2 separate regions of the Zea mays genome follow, and region 1 is linked to region 2. Evidence: chromatin contacts called from public Hi-C data. All regions are on one chromosome and are shown on one strand. The core of a region is the stretch at or near the end of the contact, and the rest is flanking DNA. Distances in the headings are between cores, read along the strand shown. Region 1 holds the start of LOC103626442 (protein kri1). Region 2 holds the start of LOC100274600.

Region 1 (5,588 bases), core at 793-3,292, 270 kb after region 2:
TTCACTTCTGGTAGACTTTTTCTTGGCATCTGTTGACTCTTGCCCATTTGTCATCCTGTCGTTCTCTGTTTTTGAAGAACTAGGGTCTTCCTCAGACCTAGATTTCTTGCCAGATTTGTCCTTCTTCCCTTCCTTCTTCTGGCCTCCAAGGATCAAATCCTTGCTCTGCTTCTTATGATGTGTAACCTTCCATTCATCCTCTCTGTAAGGAGCTAGCTTCTTAACGGAAACATACTGGTTCAAATCCTTGTCATCTGATGCCAATATATCATAGGTACTCAGACCAAAACTATTGGGCTTAACTTGTTTATACTTGAACCGAGTCTTGATATCTCCAATAGTGTCCTCGTAGTCTAACTTGTAGTACTCTTCCATCTCTTTCTCAAGCTCCACCTTGTCTTTGAGAGAGATCTTCCCTTTTTCACCTTTCGCATCAGTGGCAGTAGACTCTTCTTTTGAATGGTCACTAGCCCAGCCCTTAGGAAGCCCAAGCAATTCGTCTTCTTTGCCAAAATCCGGCTTCTCCAAATCCATCTCCTCACCACTTCCAAACTCAGGATCAACCTCATCAGCCTCATAGTAACTATCATCAAACATCTCCTGCATCTTTTTGTCATAATCCTCCGGATCAAAATCCTCCTCCAAGTCATCAGCACCAAGCTTACAAGCAGCATCTCCTTCAATCCCAGCAATCATTCGGATCCTCTCAAGCTTCTCTGCAATCTCTTTCTTCTTCAAATTCTTGAGATGCTTCAGCTCCTCTGCTTGCTCTTGCTTAACACGGGCCATCCGCTCCTCTTTGCTCTTGCGCTGCTGCTTTCTGCTGCTCTCCTTCTTCCTCACCGAACCTTCAACAACCCTTGAATGTCCCAACACCCGATCCGCCACCACTGCCCCTGATGCCATGGCCTCCTCATGCCGGTAATTATAAGCATGCTCATACTCTTCCTGAATCTCGAGCTCCTCTTCATCTGACAATTCCTGGATATTATCTAGATAGGACTTACTCTTCTCTGTCTCAAGGTACGGCCTCTTAAGAAAAAATTCCTTCAAGAACTTCTCGTTCTCATCCAGCTCCTCATCCTTCCCAAAGACCTCACCAGCAAGGTCCTTTGTCTGCTTCTCCTCCTCGTCCTCCTCCGCTTCGTCGTCAGCTCCTGCTCTAGCCTTTTCCTTCACCTGGAATAAATCGCCATCATCGTCTCCACCATCGCCTAATGCTTCTTTCTGTGCCTCAAGGAAAGCCTCCAATCCCTTCTTCTGCTGCTCGTCATAAGCGATCCTCTCGAACTTGCTGCTGCTCCGGCTGGGCTGCGCTGCGAACTCGGGGCCCTCCTCGAGCAGGTGGCGGGCATTAACGTCCTTGAGGTACAGAGGCTTCTCCTTCTTGGTCTTTTCCTTCTCCTGCTTGGACTCTTCTTGCTTCTTGGCGTCCTCACCTTCCTCGCCGCCTTCCTCCTCCGAGGAGTAGACCTTGGCGTCCTTGTCGAGGATGCGGGGATCGCCGCTGCGGATGCGGCGGATCACCTCGAACATGCGGCGGTCGACTAGGCGCGAGGCAATGGCGGCCGCCTCGTCCTCCTCCTCCGACGACGACTCGGACTCCGACTCGTCGTCGTCGGAGGCGGGGACCAGGCCCTGCTTCCTGCGCTCCTCGAGGCGCTGCAGCGCCTCCCGCCGCTTGTTGTGCTCGAAGCGACGCGCGTACTCCTCGTTGATCTGGATCTTGGAGAGGTTCTCCCCGCTGTCGAAGTCCTCGTCGGAGCCCGACAGGATGTCCAGCGGCTTCTTCTCCATCTCCTTGGACTTCTTCCTCCTCCCCATCTTCTTCAGCGAGCAACGGCTGGAAGCGGCGAGACAACGGCGGCGTGGAAGATGCTCGGGTTAGGGTTTTAATCGATGGAATCGACACGGGCCGAGACTATTATATCTTGCGCGCAACGTTGGTAAACTGGGCTGGGCCTCGTGGAATAGGACGACCCATGGGCTGACAGTACTTCAGAAGCCCAAGTGTAGCAGTACTACCGTGCCGAGCGTTTGCCTTACTCAAAAGAAGAAGAAAATACTAACGTTTGCCTGTCCAACGAAAAAAAACGACCTTTTTTTACGAGGAAAAAACTGACGAGGCGTTTCGATCGGACTTGTGTGGACTGGTCTGGAGCGCGACGCCGACCGGTGCCGAGTGAGATCGCTGTGGCCGGCCCCTCGCGGCCCAGCAGGGAGCAAGTGGCCTCGTGCCCGACGAGCACCTCAGCTTTTGTGTAGCAACTTGCCGAACGCCCGGTCGGCGTCGTGCGTGCGTGACGCACCACGCACCTATAATAATTAACTCTATTATTATATGTTTGGGCGGTGCTCCGTCGTAGGAGCAGCAATAACTGTCAACTGAATTGACACCGTCGGCGTAGTCATTAGCCAAAAAAAACTAAACTTAGGTTCGCCTACAAATACAAAAGCAAAAGCAAAAATAAAAGCAAAAGCAATTTGTTTAGAAGTTGCTGGTTCGCATGATTGATGTGATTATATTTGTATTGACTCACGTACGGCATGGATGTGGTTGAGATCGGATCACGCATCCCATTTGGCATGTGCAAGCAGGATGGATCTCTCGCCGTATGTACAGACGTGCAGTACGTCGTCGCACACGTTGCCTTGAGCTTCGCTCCATTGTCTAAATACTTTATTACAGAGGAAACACATAACACCTATAAAAACTATTAGTTTTATAAAACTTGCCATTCAATAATATCCTAATAATGTTTATTTATTTGGAGTCATATGAGTATGTTCATACCAGTGATCTCTGAATTTGTTAAGAGATGTCGATTAGATTCATAAACTTTAAAATTGTAGTTTTATGTTCTTGAACTGGTTAAATAATATATCATACATCTCTAAGTTTATGAAAATAGTGCATTGCAGGTCTAGATTTGGAACATACAGACCACCGTTATGTCTCATTTAAGTACGAGGAATGTTGCTCGTGCATTTATCTAATGTTATTTTTTAAAATCAATAATACATATTCTCTCCGTTCACATGATTTAGTCGTTTTAATTTGTCATAAGCCAACTATTATCAACTTTGACCGATTACATAAGATATTTTATAAAATTTTACAATATAAAAATAAAACTACTAGAGTCATTATGACTTGAACTACTATAATATATGATTCTTTTAGTTTAAAATAATGTAATCTTATCTATTATTCGTCAAAATTTACATAGTTTGATTTAGAATAATTCTAAAATGACTAAATTATGTGGAGGAAAGGAGTAGAAATTTCAACACATAAAGACACGTGGAGTTTTTAAAAGAAGGAAATACATGACAGGTGAAAACGAAACGATTCTTAAAATTTCCAATAAGTACTCATGAAACTGCGGGGGACAATAGCAAAAACGAAACGGCGACCACATACAAAACAGCGACTCCCTTGTTGCCGGCTATAGCTTTTGCCTCCGTTTCGCTTTGATAAATAAAAGCCATAACTCCCGGCCGTCCATCGCTCGCCTCCCCTCCCTCCCTCCCCGCCGCTGTCTCCGGCGACAGCCAGCCTCATCGTCCATGGCCTCTACATGCCTAGCCCCCGCCTCCCTCTCCACGCCCCTGCTCTCCGACTCCATCGCGCGCGCGCCCGCCGCCAACGGGCACGCCACCAACCACCGACACCACCACCACGACGACAGCGACGGTGCTGCGGCGGTCTCCGTTTGCGACGACGGCGGCGGGGACCCGTTCGCGTTCCTCTCGGAGGACCGGCCGCCGAGGGACCGAGGGCCGTCCCCGGCCGACCCGTTCCGCAACGGCACGCCGGCGTGGGGCGGCGGCGTGTACGCGTGGTCGAGGACGCTGCTGCTCCTGCCGGTCGCGTTGGTGCGGCTGGCACTGTTCGGGCTCTCCATCGCGATCGGCTACGCGGCCACGTGGGTGGCTCTCCGCGGGTGGGCGGACACGCACGGGAGGCCGCGGGTGGGCGGCGGGCCTATGCCGGCGTGGCGCCGCCGGCTCATGTGGATCACGCGGATCTCAGCTCGCTGCATCCTCTTCTCTTTCGGGTGAGTCGCTCGGTTGCTGGATCGCGGGACGCGATCTGGATCGTAGACTTGGTCTCATTTTGATTTGATCTAATCTGGTAGCTAATAGCCGCTGCCTGGCATTTTTTCCCTAAAAAACATAATACTAGATGATTAGATTTGTGTGGTGAGATGGGGCTTTCTAATCCTATGTGTCGATGACGCGATTGTGGGATGCGGGTTGGTTTGCTGGATTTGGAGGGCTGCTATTTCGCAACAACGTGCCTATTTTGTTGGGAGCGCCTCAATGATGTGGTTAGTGGCCTGGTGGGACGATGCTGTAGCGGAAGCTGAATGTCCGTGCGGCAGATGTGTTTATGGCGTGTTGTCGTGTTGATGCTAACTTCATGAATTGCAGCTTTGAAGAGACCAATAGGATTATAGGAAACGAACGGGTTAGAAACGTTGGAGGTTGGACCATTCGTACATGCGTTCAGCTAGGTTACGTCAAGAGCGAAAACGTGTGCACAGTTCAACCTGAGATTCCATGTGCATGTGCATGCTGAAATGAAAGGTGGGGGTGTACCATGTTACAAATAGGAATTTCTCCTGTGGTCCTTCCATCCATTGCAATGATTTCAATAGCCCCGAATGGTGGGCAATTTCTCTTCACTGAAAATCATGGGCAATTTCTCTGTCCTGAAAATCAATACCCCAAATGGTGGGCAATTTCTCTATAGACTGAAAAAATATAGCAAAGGAAAAAAAACAACTATGACTATGGTGTTGTTTGTGTGTAAGCCCGTGTCCAGCAAGTTACCCATATAGTCACCCAAAACATTGTTTTACATTGTAGACTGCACTGTTCGCAGAGCGTAGTTTGAATTAAGAGATGTAATAAGAGATAGAATGTGTAAGTTGCTGGAGATAGCCTTAGCCTTTCAGAATAGTGTAGGAACGACAAGCATTTTGAATCAAAACTTTAGAGCATGGACAATGATTGCCATCTTCTTTTGCTACATGTATTTACTTTCAAAACTTAGTATTCTTCTGGCCATGAAATTGCTTTGTGCACTGTTGCTTTGCTATGTGTTTACGCTGAGTTGATCTGAGTATTTGGATGCATACTCTTTCTCAGTCTCTTTTCTTGTGATGCTAGTGTACACTGTCTGATCTTAGTCGGACACTCCTTATCAGGTACCATTGGATCAGAAAGAAAGGAAGGCCCGCTCGTAGGGAGCTCGCACCTATTGTTGTTTCCAATCATATCTCGTACATAGAACCCATATTCTTCTTCTATGAATTGTTCCCAACCATTGTTTCGTCAGAGTCTCATGATGCCCTACCATTTGTTGGAACAATTATTCGAGCGATGCAGGTATGCATTTTTTCAATTTTCCTACGACTGTCTACATTTCCAAGTTTCTTCTAAGACAGATTTTTGCAGGTTATATATGTTGACAGATTCTCACCAGCTTCTCGGAAGGCTGCTGTAAATGAAATAAAGGTAAAAACCGTTCCTCTTAATATGTGTTGTGATCACTTGGTTGCCTTTAAAAATGTTGCATT
Region 2 (4,934 bases), core at 2,338-4,837:
TGCGTGCGGTGCAAGGTCAGCAGGTTGGGTTGGGAGGGGCGGAGCCGAGGAGGTCCACGGCCGCGCCCACGGAGTGCGCACGGCACCGACGGCCGGCAGGGCAGTCAGACGTGCACCGGCACCCCGTGCGCTGCGTCTCTGCAACGGCAACCGACCCCTTCTTCCTTCCTTTTGGTTAAATTGGTCTCCGTGCAGCCGTACCTACTTTTTGCCCTTAATAAAACTCTACTCTCCGTATTGTACGTGTGGGGAGAAAAAGTAATCTTAACTATTTACTCTCTACAGCTCCCTTAATCCCTGCAGTAGTAAAATAGTCGCTGCTCAGACGTAGACGTACGACATCTTCTAGCAGGGTGATCTGCAGCGTTAGTTTTCATGATGAAAATTTGGCTGAGAATAATTTGTCGTGTACACTTAATGATATTTTAATTAACCGACGAGCAAAACAACATTAGCTATTAAGCTACACCAGAAAGCTGAATGTCCGTCCCTTCACCAGTTCAGTTTGCAGTACAAAATGGTAAGAAAGCAGAGACGCAGATCAGGTGCCAACTTAAACTTTAATAGCAGAGTCAAAGTTACTGCAGATCAGGTCCCAACCAAACTTTAATAGCAGAGTCAAAGTTACTGCTGCACTGATGATACCCACATGTGATCACATGTTAAAAAAGAGAGGATAAACTATATTACATGCCATCAGATGAACTACAGAACCAATTTTTATAAAAGTGGAGAATTTTGTAAAAGCGGAGTGACATATTTCTGATTGACCCTAAAAAAGGCACCGCTGCTTAGACTAACTCCAGCAAGACTCCGTATCCGACTCCGCATCCCCATTTTGCGCGGTCTGAGGCACTGTTGCACGCTCCAGCAGACTCCGCATCCCTCTCCGCAAAATGGACGCCGTGTCCCTGCGCTCCCCATTTCCACACTTTCTCTCTCCTCTCCGCACTCTCTGCGTGCGCGCGCGCCTGCTGGCGGGGCCCAGGTGTCATAGACTGCATGCGGAGTGGGATGGGGAGTGTTGCTGGAAACGGAGCCGGATACGGAGAGGAGAGAGAATGTGTCGGCCGCGCGTTTTAGGGATACGGAGTCGCACACTGCTGGAGTTGGTCTTACTGTGTACTTGTGATGTTATGTTGAGTCAACAACCCCTAATCAGTTACCCTATTATCCAAAACTGTATTGGCAGAAGAATGCAGCAATTCGTTATGGTATGAGCACATGCTAATAACTGGGGCAAAAAAAAAATCCTTAGATAGCCCAGAATTAACAGCATCACGCGGATACAACGAAACAGAAAAAAACACCAAGGGGGAGATACGAGTTCTTCCTTCTTCGGCTAGCTAGCTCTCTAGTCCTCTCTAATCTTCTCAAAGCAGCTCGATCTCTACGGACCGGACGACACCCACCGTGACACTACCACCGCGCGGCCAACCTGTACTGTTCAAAATTTCGCTTCGTCGCAATCGCACTCCAGTGCAGCTTTCTTGCAAGCCGCCTGATGCTTCCTAGAAAAAACAAAAAGTGAATGCAGTGATGGTTGATGAGCTCAACTGAGGCAGTTCGGCCATAACAAAAAGAGAGAGAGAGAGCTAGCGGCCCTTTTCTTAAGGACTACATGTTATTATTAGTATTGCAGTGTGGCAAAAGTGCCACGTTATATAATAATGAGGCTGACCGTACGTCCAAATTGACATGCAGCAATACTTTAATCAGGGACATAACAGACAGAACTACATGGATAAATAAGGTGTGTTTCTGGAAGGTTTCATAAGTGCACCAAATCAAAGTAAGAAGGCAGTGCGACAGTATTGTTCTGTATCACCTCTGCCTGCATCTACAAAGACCTCCACCACCATGTACCTGTTCTTGAAATGGACCATGGTGACTACAGACTTCCTTTGCTGCAGAGCTCCCTCCTCCCTGCATCCAGATGAAAGACCTACCAATACCAAGGAATGTAAGTAAATGAAGCAACATCTTATTTTCTAAATCCCATTTTCCAAGAAAAAATAAGAACTAGGGAGGGTGGGGTGGTGGGAGGAAGGCAGTAACGTGAGGTCAACCATCTAGAAGGTACGCCTGAGAGAATGACACTACACAACAAATGTAGGGGCAAACCGGCGAATTGGGAATGACTGACACAGGCCAAGCCGTCGCCATCGGTCATCACAATCAATATAATAAAACACCGCTGGATGCATTAATGACCTTGTCAGCGAAACTTAAGCAACAGGAGTGCTGATCCATCACCTACACGACGATTGATGGAAAAAAAATAGGAAATGCATGGAGCTCACGCAGAATCAAAAAGCTCGATATCAACGTGCTTGATTGATTTGTCATGTCTAACTTGATTCACAGAAGGTGGACGGGGATTGGACGGAGAGTACCTTAGGGTAGGCGATGGTGCCTGGGTGGGTGTCGAACCCGCCAGTCCAGGTTAGGGTTTGGCGTCGGAGGTGGTGCTGAGGCAGCCAGTGTGTGTGCTTCAACGGGGCCTGCCATCCGAGGTGGCGATGAAGGAAGCGAGTAGCAGGTCCGTCGACGGAGCCTCTCGCGCCAGCTGTCGCCGGTGGCGGCGAGGCGTTCCCCTTCAGCGTCGCGGTCGGGCGGTCGCGGATGTGGTGAGATGTGACTCAGGCCATTCTCACGGCTAATGTTGCCACTGGGCTAACAATTATGCATTAAATAATTAGCTAATACTACCAATTAGTTAGGTATGTTTGAAGTCTTAGCTAGTAGACATGTTTTATTTTAACACGATCTATTAGCATCTATTAACAAGATTAAATGCCCTCTACTCTTGTACTGTGATATTAGAGCATCTTCAAGAGACTCTTCATTTTTTACTCTCTATTTGACTATCTATTTACGTTTTTATAAAGATTACACTTTATATATAACATCTCAGTCCAACAGACTATCTATCTAGTTTGGCTAGTCAGGTGGCTAGCCAAAATTAGCTAGTGAGAGAGCCAATTTACAGAGTCAGATAGCTTGCGAGTCAGATAGCTAGTCTGTTGGAGATTTAATTTACTATTGAGTAGCTAAAATTTAGCTTGGCGAGTCATTTAGCTAGTCTCTTGAAGATGCTCTTAAGAGCATCTCCAAAAGAATCTTCATTTTTGACTCTCTATTTAACTCTATATTTACCTTTTCATAAAAAATATACTCTATATGTAGCATCTCCATTCCAACAGATTATCTATCTAGTTTGATTAGTCAGGTGGCTAGCTAAATTTGGCTAGTGAGGGAGCCAATTTGGAGAGTCGGATAGCTTGACGAGTTAGATAACTAGTCTGTTGGAGAGTTATTTTGTTGTTGAATAGCTAAAATTTGGCTTGCTGAGCCATTTAGCTAGTCTCTTGGAGATGCTCTAACCAATCTAATATATTGAGATATAAGTGAATACTAGATATCCAAAAAATCCAAACATAGGCTACAGTATTGGTTGGATGCCACTTGAGCCCACCAACGCCGTTTTCCTTTGCCTATTTTGCAGAGCGGGCCGCCTGGGCGCGCAGGCCCGCGCCACTTTCATCCTCTCCCAGTATCCACGGCCACGGGCTCGCACGCAGTCGCCGCCGCCCTGCCCGTCTCCTTCCTGTCGTCTCCCCTTCTCCAATCGCTTCCCGATCCCAGCCAATATCTCAGACGGAATCGATCCAAAGCTATCCTAGGGTTCCGCCGTCCCGTCCAGATCCGGGCTCGTCGATGGGGAAGGAGGGCGTGGCGGCGGGGCCGGCGGCGGAGGGGAGTAAATCGCGGTCGGAGTGTATCAACTCGTCCAACCCGTACCACGAGTGCTCCGACTACTGCCTCCGCAAGATCGCCGAGGCCAGGCAGCGCCTCGACGACGAGCTCCCTGACTCGTGGAAGCGCCCGCCCGAGCAGCGCACCGTCCACCCGGACTGCATCAATGCCTCCAACCCTTACCACGAGTGCTCCGACTACTGCTTCAAGCGCATCGCCGACGCTAAATCCCCTGCCTGCGGTGCGGGTGATTCCTTCCCCGTTAATTCGAATCGTCGTGAAGCCCTTCTATCTGTTTATTATTGCTTCAAAATCCGAGCGTTGCTGTCCGCTTACCTGGTACTCGGTTGACTTCTTGTTATTAGGGCTGGAGCGTGAGGAGCGACAGCCACCAGCTGATGTGTTTGCCGCCGCCGGCATGTCTGATGCCGTGGAGCAGCATCGGCCTATAGATAACGATTCCGACGAACAGGAGGGCGCAGGTCCGGATGACGGCTACCCGCAGATGACGGAGAAGCAGAAGAAGTTGTTCGAGCTGCGGCTTAAGATGGTACGACGAGCGGCTGATTTACCTACCACTGCATCCGGGCTATTGCCACGCTGTTTGGTATATCAATTCATTCATCCATTTTGTTGTTGTCTAACGTTCCGCAGAATGAAGCACGGAAAGCGAACCAGCAGGCGATGGTTGCCGAGAAGAAAAGGATGGAGCCTCGTGGCGAGAGCCGAGGTGTTTCTAAGCAGAAGTGGTTAGACGACAGGAAGAAGAAGATTGGGAAGCTGCTGGACTCGAATGGGCTTGATATGAAAATGGCGTACATGCTCGACACGCAGGAGACTGCAGAAGCCAAGTACAAGAAGTGGGAGAAGGAACCTGCTCCATATGGGTGGGATGGTGAGTGAGCTCAATCTTCTAACGCCCACAGGTGTCTGATTGGTAGAGAACAATGTTTTCAAAACACATAGATTGGTGATGTTTACTGCATGGCTTCTCTGTTGCTAGTTGTATAGTTCTTGATGAGTTTCTGCTCCATTCACATTAGTATTCACGGTGCATTGTTATTCATGATTGGTTACTTGGCTTGTGACAACATCAGACTAAGTGTTATGTTACCTTCTGTTATTCATGTTATAAGAACATGTCCAAAGAGAAAGAAGTAAATCCTGTGGAACAT

Evidence for each region. A called contact is a pair of places that touch in the nucleus more often than the background predicts.
Region 1: a contact with region 2 is called in a Hi-C map of ear, with 4 times the contacts expected there. The contact joins the promoter of LOC103626442 here to the promoter of LOC100274600 in region 2. A contact is called at or near these places in 8 of 25 Hi-C or Micro-C datasets (bundle sheath, ear, endosperm and 4 more).

Annotation. Positions count from the first base shown.
Region 1 is chr5:61,854,883-61,860,470 of Zm-B73-REFERENCE-NAM-5.0, forward strand. It overlaps LOC103626442 (protein kri1), which reads right to left and starts at 2,043. Exons shown (of 1, transcript XM_008646850.3): 1 at 1-2,043. The coding sequence starts at 1,824. It overlaps LOC100191712, which reads left to right and starts at 3,495. Exons shown (of 13, transcript NM_001137141.1): 1 at 3,495-4,061; 2 at 5,217-5,397; 3 at 5,467-5,526. The coding sequence starts at 3,571.
Region 2 is chr5:61,581,453-61,586,386 of Zm-B73-REFERENCE-NAM-5.0, forward strand. LOC100274600 reads left to right here and starts at 3,588. Exons shown (of 5, transcript NM_001148952.1): 1 at 3,588-4,000; 2 at 4,125-4,309; 3 at 4,414-4,654. The coding sequence starts at 3,721. It also overlaps the pseudogene LOC103626440.